3 separate regions of the Mus musculus genome follow, and regions 1 and 3 are each linked to region 2. Evidence: chromatin contacts called from public Hi-C and HiChIP or PLAC-seq data. All regions are on one chromosome and are shown on one strand. Each heading gives the region's core, a stretch centred on a gene start, on an enhancer-like site or on the middle of the called end of the contact. The rest is flanking DNA. Distances are from core to core; before and after follow the strand shown. Region 1 has its middle 53 kb from the start of Ptgfrn. Region 2 has its middle 22 kb from the start of Gm33381. Region 3 has its middle 21 kb from the start of Gm40112.

Region 1 (3,593 bases), core at 301-2,800, 640 kb before region 2:
CCTCGTAACTCAGGATATTAGAGAATCCATTAGTTCTGGGGTTAAGATCCTAAGGGAAACTAAATACTAACAAATACTCCTGTTGACTGACACCCTCAGACACTCAAATTGCTTAAACCAGCTCCTAATTGGGAACAGCTGGCAGAAGAGAGCAAAGCCTGTGGCCAGACCTGGAATCTGGTTGCAAATCTGGTCCCTAGAAAGAAACCAGTCTCCATTAAGGGTTAAAATGTGGGAGGTCAAGAGAGCGGTCCTCTGGTCCTCCGGAGCAGCAATGGAGGGTGGCTAAGTGAACCGGAGAACAAAGAGCGTTCACATCCCAGCTGTAGCCCCTTGCTCAGCCTGGGACTGAGACTGAGAAGCGACTGAGTGGACGGGGAGGGGCCTGAGCGGCAGCAGGATCTCACTAGACATTATCTTTCCAGAGCTGGGATCACTAATCCTGATGTGTCCAGCCAAATAACTTTCCCCGGAGTTATTCCCGCTCCGCTAGGAAGCGCAGATCTCCAAACCTATAGGGTGGAGGGAGGCTACCGATTTTAACCTGGCCTGTGTCATCCAGTGTCCCTCCAGATTCACAGTGTCCTGCACTCTGCTAAGCCGCCCAGCCTCTGGGCTGTGTGCCCTGACCCTGCTGTGGTCTGAGCCAGAGCCATAGCTCTGCTCTTGGAAAGCTGTGCGCAAGGCCCGCCCTCTAGGCCTTGGCATTGGGTCTGAAGCCCAGACTGGGAACGGGAGAAGCCAAGGAAAGGTCTCAGGTGTGTAGACCATCCCGCCGCAGAGTCAACTGTCAGCGGTGGTCATTAGTGACTGGTGAGCTGGATGCTGGTGGCAGTCCCACTGGGTAGTTTTCAATGGTGTGACCTTGGCTCTGCACTTTGGTGCCAAATCCTTTGGTTCGTGCCTGTTCACCGAGCCAAATTTCCCAGGCTTCCTGGCGATTCTGTGAACTACTTGAGTGCTCTCCAATAATTTTTCCTTTTTTTTTTTCTACCTAAGAGTCGATTTGTAATGTTGGAAATCAAGAACCCTGCCTGGTACAGCATCTGTCCCTGCAAGACTCAGGAAACCAGGGACATGCGGGCTGGTGTGTGTGTGTGTGTGTGTGCGTGTGTGTGTGTGAGAGAGAGAGAGAGAGAGAGAGAGAGAGAGAGAGAGAGAGAACAGGAGAAGCAGAGTGACAGAACTAGACATCTGGAAAGGAAAGGCAGTATGGAAATTCAGGGAGAGGGAGGGAAGGGAAGGGGAAAGGCTAGAAGGGTTGGCGGGTGAGGGACAGCAGCCAGGAAGGGGTCGTGCACGTTGTTAATGCTTGTAATAAGAGCCTTAGAGGAAACTGCCCCAGTGGCCTCCCTAAGGTATTTTTGCATTGCTATTTCTGTCAGACAACGTGGTTTAAATTGTTTCTCGGCACTGTTTTAGGAACAACAGTTCCTTGATTCAGTCTTGCTTCTGGAGATGAACCCGGGCGTTGGCTTTAACATTATACATTGATCAAGCATGCAGCGTGCCGGGGAGTGTACAGATATATGGGCATGCATATGCATGGCGTGCTATAGTATGATAAATACATGCATGAGAAAAATCAGGTCTGGGGCTAGTTATGTGGGAGGGGAACCTTTATGTAGCACGCTTATTTAATATCTCAAAGGGGAAACATTACTTATTATGCCATATCAGCGTATCATTCGTCTTATGGGTAGACAGAATGAAGAATCTTCGACAATTAATAGAAATTGCAGGAAAAATTATGATTAACTGCCATCTGCTGGCTTCTGTGTATTTTATTTTCATGCAGCTTCTAGCCTGCCCTCGTAATTATCGGTGTCTGTCTTTCCCGTCCTTAACTGGTTCTGTTAACCAGTGCTGCCCTTGTGGGTACGGGGTGGGGCGGAGGGTGTACGTGCAAGAGGATGAAGCTAACTCAAATACACCAATCCGTCTTCTTCTAAGTTCCAATTTGAGAGAGCAGGCTACAGCTTATTTTAGAATTCTGTTTTCGTAGCAGATTGAGCAAGCAGTGTATGCTTAGCGAGTGTATAGTAGGGGGCAGGCAGTGCTTTGAAAGTGACTTCTCTCTCTCATCCTCTCATCTCTGAGGACCATAGGGTTTGCATCTCAAAAGCTCTGTCCGGCTTCTGGCAGGTGAGGCCTTTCAGAGTCTCATTCAGATGACATTGTAGCCAGGGAGAGCCTGTTGCAGCGCCAAACCTGATGGGGAAGGGAAGCAGATTCCAGCAGAGCGTATTTGACCCTTTGCCCCAAAGCCCCTACTAGAAGTGCTCAGCAGGAAATAGATCTTCTCTGTTAGTAAATGAGGGTGACTTTTGTTTACGCGGTGAGTCCAGGCATAGGCCATCCCCCCATCACTCCCCAAGTAGACCAGAGAGTTGGTGATTTATCTGGGTGACTCACACTCCACGTCTGGTTTGAACTAATCAGATTGATGTTCCAGAGTTTCCAAGTCAGTACAAGTCATTGTGGTTGGCCATTACAACTTTAAAAATGTATCTATTTGTGTGGGGGTGGAATTTGTACACAGTATGCCTAGGTGTGGAGGCCAAAAGTAACAATGCTGGCTTGGAGCTGCTACAGGCTCTGAGGCTACAGTGTCTGAATGAGACATGGAATACCTCACCTGTCAGAAGCCAGACAGAGCATTTGAGATGCAAACACTATTGGTCCTTTTGGTGTGGGTGGGAGTAGGGTTAGGATTTCCCCCTGAGCCTGAGGCTCAGCAGTTCAGCAGTAGGCTGGCTGGCCAGTGAGCTTTAGGATCCATTTGTCTCCATCCTGCTCCGGCCCCCACCCCTTTTGTTCTGGGGTTAAGGACACAAAGCCACCATAAGGCTTTTACGTGGGTGCTAGGGATCCAGACTTAGGTCCTGATGCTTGCACACAAGTCAGCTTGTCACCGGAGCCATCACCCACCAGAGTGACCACATTTTTAGTATTTTGGTATATTTACGTATTTGAAATCAGTCTAAGAATGTCAACCACGCCTAACGTCAACTGTGCATACCTTATCATTTAATGTTATGTTTGAGACGTAAAAACATACATAATGTGTTTGTGTTATAAAGTAAAATAATAGAATCAAAGGAGCTATGTCAGGTCCCGTACATTTATTCGATTCAGATTAGAGCCAGGATGTCACCAGTGCTGGCTCACTCAATGGCCAGAATGCTGTATGTGCGTTCACATCATTTCTCACACTCTGGATAGGTGCTGTCCTTCCCACTATACAGATTGGTAAACTGAGGCACATTAAAACATCAGTCTCACACAGATGTAGTGAGTGTTCCTTAACAGTTCTCAACAGCACCCTTTCTCTTGTCTTGATGGAAACAAGGCTGGCACCTAGTCCCAAAACCATTACCATGGTGGGCCATGTGACGTACTCTCCCTGTGGACATCTGAAAGTATCACTCCCGGGCAGAGGAGTCAAATATTCCTGGAGGTTGCTATGACTCCCCTGGCCTGGCAGACTGCTGGTGCTCGCCTCATGTCCTGACAGCAGTGGCTTTCTTCTACAGTGACCTCCAACTTTTGACTCAAGGGGCCAAGGTAGGCAAGCAATGTCAGGGAGTGGC
Region 2 (3,303 bases), core at 361-2,860:
GACCCCTGAGCCATAAATAGTCAGGAGGACCCAACTAAGGGGGGTGGAGTTCATTTTGTCGTGTATGGAGTCTCATTATGTAGACGAGACTGGCCATGAATTCATAGAGACCCAGCTGCCTTTGCCTCCTGAATGCTGAGATTAATTGTGTGCACCTCTACCCCCCAGCTAGGGCGATTTTGGAGGTAGCCTGCAGGATTCCAACCTGCAGAATGCTGGCCTGGCAAGGGACTGGGAGGCTCCTTCCTTCACTAAGGACAAAAGGAGGATTGGGACCGTCTAAGCTGGGGATGGGGTGGTGGTGGCCGGTGTCCTATGACTTGCTGGATCAGGTAGACATTTTGTCTCCCATGGTTCTTAGAAAAGGCCGTTGAATGTCTGACGATTTGAGATTCCATGGTTTTGTCAGCCCTTCTGTTTGAACAGAAAGCTCCCTAATCCATGCCCCTCTCCACATTCACGCATAACTGGTTAACAAGTCATACCCGAAAATACGAGCCTCCCCTTCGGTGCACGATGCTGGTAGATTGGATTTTATTGTTGCCATCCTTGGGATATTCTTGTTTGCTAGGGTCTCCACGAGACACAAAGCTATAGATCAATCCCCTGCCCTGTACTCCCAGTCTTAATGTTATACACTGTTATTGAGGAACTATGGCTTCAGAGGTGAAGGGCTGGAAGAAAACCAAGTCTTTCTGGACCCTCAAATTCCTTTCTTCCTGGCCTAAGGGGCATTGTTCGGATCATAAATTGCAGGCCTTTTAAGAAAAGCAAACAAAGGCTAACTGCATTGCAAAGGTCACCGGGCCCGTGGAGAGAGCGCGTGATTAGCTTCTGAAACAGAAGGCTTTGAGGACTTTACAGGGTTCAAAGGTGCGACCAGAAATTTTCAGTCCAGGGCAAATCCTAAGAAGTCTTCCTCCCCCATCTGTCACCTCAAGAGCTCCGCCCATCTACCTTCTGGGAGGACCCGCTGCTGCGGACAGGGCTGACAGGGCGGGTCAAGCAAGGGCAGGAACATGCCCCACCCCCTCCCCTCAGACCAAGCCAGGAACAGGGGAGGTTTCCACTTGGAAAGCCATCCTGGTCGGCTTCTCCACGTGCCTCTCTGTCACCTGCACTGTGAATGACTAGTGATGACTTATACGCATGCCCAGGCGGTGACCTTGGATTTTTTTTTTTTTTTTTTTTTTTTGGTCTGTGATTCTCAAATGTTTATGAATAAATTGATAATGCCTACCCTGGTTCAAAGGATGGTTGGAGGGATGAAATGAGATAAAGCACAAAGAACAGGAAATGTACAGAACACATATCCGTGGATTTTAGGGGCCTGAACTGTTCTTTTCTGGAACATTCTCACCCTCCACCCATCTGTTGTCTTTGTGCCGAGCTGGGTGGGGGACGCTTGCACTGGGTGGGGGACACACGCTGTGTGTCCAGGGTGGACTGTACTGTGACTGTCCCCATGGAGTCAACACTCCCCTTTGCCAGCCTCATCCAGAGCATGGAGAGCCTGTGGGTCAGGATAGCCTGTCTGCGGTGGGAGAGGGCCACAGTGTGGCGAACTGCTCTCCTCCGCTGCCATTGGCCACGGTCAGCAGCCAGCCAGAGAGAAGCCGCGAGCGCCCCCTGACGTCTTCACCGCACAGCACAGGCGGGGCTGCCACAGCCAAGCAGCAGATCTCAGTCAGCCAGCAGAGATCGCCAAGTGTGCCCTGCGCATCTCCTGCTGGTCTGCTGTAGGTCTTTACTCCGTTTGGAACACCTGTCCTGGTCATAAAGGACAGGTTTCACATATGTGAATCCTACATAGAGAGACCCAAGGGCAGAGGACATTTTTGATGACCATTACCACGGAGACAAAAGGAGAATATTCTAGAAGGAGGCAAAAGAGGAAAGGGCAAAATAAGAGAAGACTATGGGGCTTGGGGTGAAGAAGAAAAGGAGTCCAGACCCTTTGGGCCCATGGCTCACTAAGTGAGTTCTCCATCCATGGTTGCCTCTTGGGCCTGAAACCACAGGTTAGGTTTTGTTTCGAGCCGCCCTAATGTTGACTGCCCCACAGAATATTCCCATCCCCCTCCAGGTGGGGAGGAGAGTCTACAACTCTGACCAAGTTTGGGCTGTCTTTGGGAGATGTGATTTGCTCAATTACGGCACAGTTCCCTGACACTCGGCACTGATCTCTCATTCCTTTGTATCCAAGCACCCCGGGTTGGGTCCTGACAGGAGAGTCATGAGCTACGAGGACTTAAAAGCTAAAGCTGGCAAAGGAAAGTGACTCCCTCTCAGAGCAAAGCTGTTGAATGAGAGGAAATGAATGGTCTAGACTCAGAAACAAAGCAATGGGGAGGGAGGGCTTCTGCCAAGACCACTGCTATTTGTTCCCAGGCTTGGCAGGAAGGGAGAAAGCCTGAAAGCTTTGCTGACAAGCATTGTTTACAAGCAGAGAGAGTGTGTGTTGTCCACACAGCCCTCGAAGTGCACCTTGGATCCCAGTCAGGATAGCAGACACCAGCTGTAGGGAGCTGCGATGCAGGCCCATCAGTGTGCCTTCTCAGGTCTGCTCTATCAGGCTGCACAGAGAGAGGAGGCAGGCACTTCTCAGAGACAGGCTTCTGGAGCCAGAGGTCCTTTTCCTTTCTCACTGTGATTTTTCAACATCTCAAAATTGCTTTATGAAGAGCCTCTTCTGAGCCTTGCAAAACTTGAGATCAAGTCCAGTTCCCCTGCCTCAACGCAGCAAATGCATGAAAACCCATCTTCCTTCCTCCCATCCATCCATCCATCCATTCATCCATCCATCCATCTATCCAAGTCTGCATTTATCAAGCATCCATGAAGCATCTGCTCTGCACAAGTCATAGTTCTGGGTGCAGAATTCAGAAGTGAACAACTGAAACAAGCCTCATCTGAGTGGAGTTATTTTCCAATAGGAAAACAAGCCAACCAGATAGGGACAGTAACAGGGTGGTGGGGAGCTCGCCGAGTTAAGCTGGTCTGGGAGGACTGAGCCATGTTGACATATGGCACGGAAGGCTTGTGAGCCAAGGGACAAATAGGTGCAAGGTGTGCAGAAATGTACTTGGTCTATTCAAAACAAAGCAAAGTGAGCCAGTGTGGGTGAACAGCTCGCAGGAGACTGACGGCAGGCGCCAGACCTGTGTGGGCCTTGCAGGCCATGGTAGAGAGCTTTTAAATGAGGTGATGAAAGGCCACTGGAAGGAACAGAGCCCTGAAAAAATATGACTCAGTGTGCAAGCATTTAAAAGAATTCTAGCTCGTGGGGTGAGCTGGTGTATC
Region 3 (3,188 bases), core at 425-2,924, 870 kb after region 2:
TGTGAGCACAGAGTGAGTGCCATTTCGAAGAATGAGTAAACAAACTATAGGTAGGGTGGTAGCAGTGTAAATCTCTTAGAAACAAAAGGCACATTCAACAGATATTTTCTGAAGTATACCTGAAGTATTTGGTTTCTGGCAAAGGAGAAAATTAAAGTTTATCTAAAGGACAGCTCAGAATGTCTTTGAGCTTTTTGTTAACTAAGGACAGTGAGCAGTTTGAGAAAGGCAATGGTGGGGTAGGAACACAGAGACTCTGTGGCCAGGGTCCTGAAGTCCAGGCCGACTGGAATCTGTTCCTGAAGTTCCATGTCTGATGGTGTTGCTGCCCAATCCTCCACAGGGACAGGTAAGCCCACATGCAACTTCCGCCATTTTCAACATGGGCTGGAAACTTCAATCCCAGTGAAAGAAGTACCCTCCACTCCCCAATAAATACAATAAATAAAAATGGTGTTCAAAGATCCCTGCTTCATTCTCTCCAAAAACAAAAGAAAAGATGGGAGCAGGAGGGACAGAGCTAAGCCTCTGCTCTTTGATCTTTGAAGATGTCAGCTCACTACAAAGAATAACAACACAGCTCTGGCAGAAACCCCAGGGGCCTGCGCAGAATTCTTCCCATCAATGCTCCTCAGGTCTCTCAGGTTGGAAACACTGGGCTGGAGGCACAGGGCAAAGCCTTTACAGGGCTCACTTGGTGCCTGGAAGGAGCCCTATAAAGACAGTTAAAAGGACGACTTTAGGGCTGTGGCTACTTCTGCCATACTAGATTTTTGTCTGCAAGTGTGTGTGTGTGTGTGTGTGTGTGTGTGTGTGTGTGTGTGTGCATTTTTTTAACTGCTCAGCACTGACATAATTCTGGGACTCCAGGTACACCCAGATGGCACCTCCATTGAAAGAAGCACTGTTACCTTATCCCATAGGTCCTGTTGAGTCAGATGGGCCAACACTGAAAGATCTAAAAATGCGCACTTTCTACTGTATCTACAGACACAATTCTGGAAGTCTGAAAAACAAGGTGTTGCCTTAACAAAACCTAAACTGCAGGAGTAGAGTTGGAACCAGTCCCCGGGTAGAACTTGAATGACTGTAAGAACTTTAAGGAAGAGACAAAGCAAACTTGGACTTCACGGCTCAGCTGATCAGTAAAGTCCGACTGCTCAGGGGGACAGTGAGTTCTTGGGAAGTGAGCATCGCCTTGCTGGGATTGTGAAGAGAAGAATCTCTCTATGTCACAGAAGAACTTGGCCAACATTGTCCCCTGCAATGTATCTAATGGACTAGCTAATTTACCTAAGACACTCTCCAGAAGTCTTTGAGGTACCACCTGGAAGAAAGAGGAGCTGAGAAAGACAGGGTTGGTCTGGGTTTTAAGGTTCTGAGATAAATAATACATTTATATATTTCCAACTGAGAACCCTAGAGCACAATGATCCAAGGGGGAGCCAGGCCAGGCTGTCACCTCCTCTGTTAAAGATCTCAGAAAGGTAGAGAAAGAGGTGGTTCTCGGCATCAACTCAGAAAGGTCTGCATGCTCAGACTCTATTATTGAGTTTAAAGATCTCTGATGCCACATCTAAAAGAATAAAATGATAAGAGCTTTAAAAGGTCATTGTCTCTCAACCATTGTCAGACTGCTGTTATCATCAGACTGCTGACAATGGTCAGCAAATGTGACAGACAGTACAAAAGGAGCAGAGACCTTTAAAATCCCAAACTCCTACAAGCAGAAACAGGCTAGAAAACCAAAACCTTTCAATGCAAACACGTGACACCTTCCCTAAAAGAGAGAGGATGCTTCAGACAGGGTAAGAACTTCAGGGGATATCTCTGGGTGGGGGTGGGCTGATTTCTGAACAAGCAATTACATTTGCCTGGCTGGGTTTCAGAATCTGTGAGCCAATGAGTTTACATAAGCCCGGGTCTCTATCTTTTGAAACAGAAGTATCTATTTTAGTGATCTTGCATCTACGTCTCTGCTGCACAGGTGTCCAAGGACAGATAACTTAGTTTCATGGTCCACAAACTGAGAAGAGTCATACTTACAGCTGGGCTGGAGAAATGATGACTGAAACTGCGGAGCTGGTTTGAAGGAAAGATTCTGAACTGTGAGCCGATGTTATAATGGAATGACATCTTTCAGGGATTGGGGTGGTATTGTGCATGGGTACAGAATGTGAATTATTAATAAGTGAAAGATATACCATGCTACCCACGTTCCAGAATGTTCCAGAATGACTCCAACTTCCCGGCTTACACATCCTTGTATAGACGGCTCCCCTACTGTTTTTAGGTTTGTCTGTGAGACAATAGGGTCCGATAGACATAACAATGTGTCACTCTGATTTGGAAACTATGCTGCTGCGCTGTGGTTTCTCCCTTCTCAGATCTCCCATTCAGGAAATGTGGCTATCATGTCTTGTGCCACCTTCCAGGCATGCCTCCTTAAGGTGTAGAAGGCCCAGCCATGGCCACCCAGTGACCATGAAGAAAACTCCCCACCCCCAGTTAAGCCATAAACATGGACACATAGATCAAAGCAGTAAGTGGAAACAAAAAAAAAAAAAAACCCAAGCCTGTGTCATATGATCCGTTGGTGTTTTGCCAGCACATCAAAGCTGTCATGTGAGGAAGAGAAAATCTAACGGAGAGACTGGAAAAGGTGCCTATGGAAAGAAAACCAACCCCATAATTAAAGTTAATTATAGGTGGATCATATACCTAAATATGAAAAATAAAACTCTAAAGCATCTAAAAGACACTAGAAGATCTTTGCAATCTACACATGCAGCAGTGTCTCCATCTAAGACAAAAAATGAAGAGTTTTAATAAATCCCAAAACCTGTGTAACAAGTAGGACCTGAGGGTCCCCTGGAGGAAGGACTAGACTGGCTACCAACCCTGAAACTAAGTCTCCTGATTTCTGAAAGATACTTCTAGGCATTTCTCCAAGCGATTTTCATTTGAAGATGTGTGTCCATGCAAGATTTGTACAAAAATACAAAAAAGAAGCCCAAAACAAGTATCTTGTCAACAAGAAAAACACAGATGTGATGCACCCATACAATTAAATACGATTCAGCAATAAAAAAAAATTTTTTGTAAACTTCTGGTGTACACACATTGTAAGTCAGTTTCAAAATACATGCTGAATTGAAAAAGTCAGACACAAAGCCCACAATATAACT

What was found. A called contact is a pair of places that touch in the nucleus more often than the background predicts. HiChIP or PLAC-seq counts read pairs in DNA pulled down with a chosen protein or histone mark.
Region 1: a contact with region 2 is called in a Hi-C map of cortical neurons, with 2.5 times the contacts expected there. The contact joins two enhancer-like sites. A contact is called at or near these places in 2 of 484 Hi-C or Micro-C datasets (cerebral cortex and cortical neurons).
Region 3: a contact with region 2 is called in an H3K27ac HiChIP or PLAC-seq map of extraembryonic endoderm stem cells, with 4 times the contacts expected there. The contact joins two enhancer-like sites. A contact is called at or near these places in 2 of 115 datasets of contacts at active chromatin or transcription factors (extraembryonic endoderm stem cells and pancreatic cancer cells).

What each region holds. Positions count from the first base shown.
Region 1 is chr3:101,161,446-101,165,038 of GRCm38.p6, forward strand. No RefSeq gene overlaps it. Among named protein-coding and RNA genes, the nearest start is that of Ptgfrn, 53 kb to the left of the region's middle. Within about 2 kb of position 1,551, at least 109 of the 459 cell types and tissues checked have an H3K27ac peak or open chromatin away from gene starts, as enhancers often do. A contact at or near this core is called in cerebral cortex and cortical neurons, where this site is marked.
Region 2 is chr3:101,804,766-101,808,068 of GRCm38.p6, forward strand. No RefSeq gene overlaps it. Among named protein-coding and RNA genes, the nearest start is that of Gm33381, 22 kb to the right of the region's middle. Within about 2 kb of position 1,611, at least 126 of the 459 cell types and tissues checked have an H3K27ac peak or open chromatin away from gene starts, as enhancers often do. A contact at or near this core is called in cerebral cortex, cortical neurons and extraembryonic endoderm stem cells, where this site is marked.
Region 3 is chr3:102,671,682-102,674,869 of GRCm38.p6, forward strand. No RefSeq gene overlaps it. Among named protein-coding and RNA genes, the nearest start is that of Gm40112, 21 kb to the right of the region's middle. Within about 2 kb of position 1,675, at least 4 of the 459 cell types and tissues checked have an H3K27ac peak or open chromatin away from gene starts, as enhancers often do. A contact at or near this core is called in extraembryonic endoderm stem cells, where this site is marked.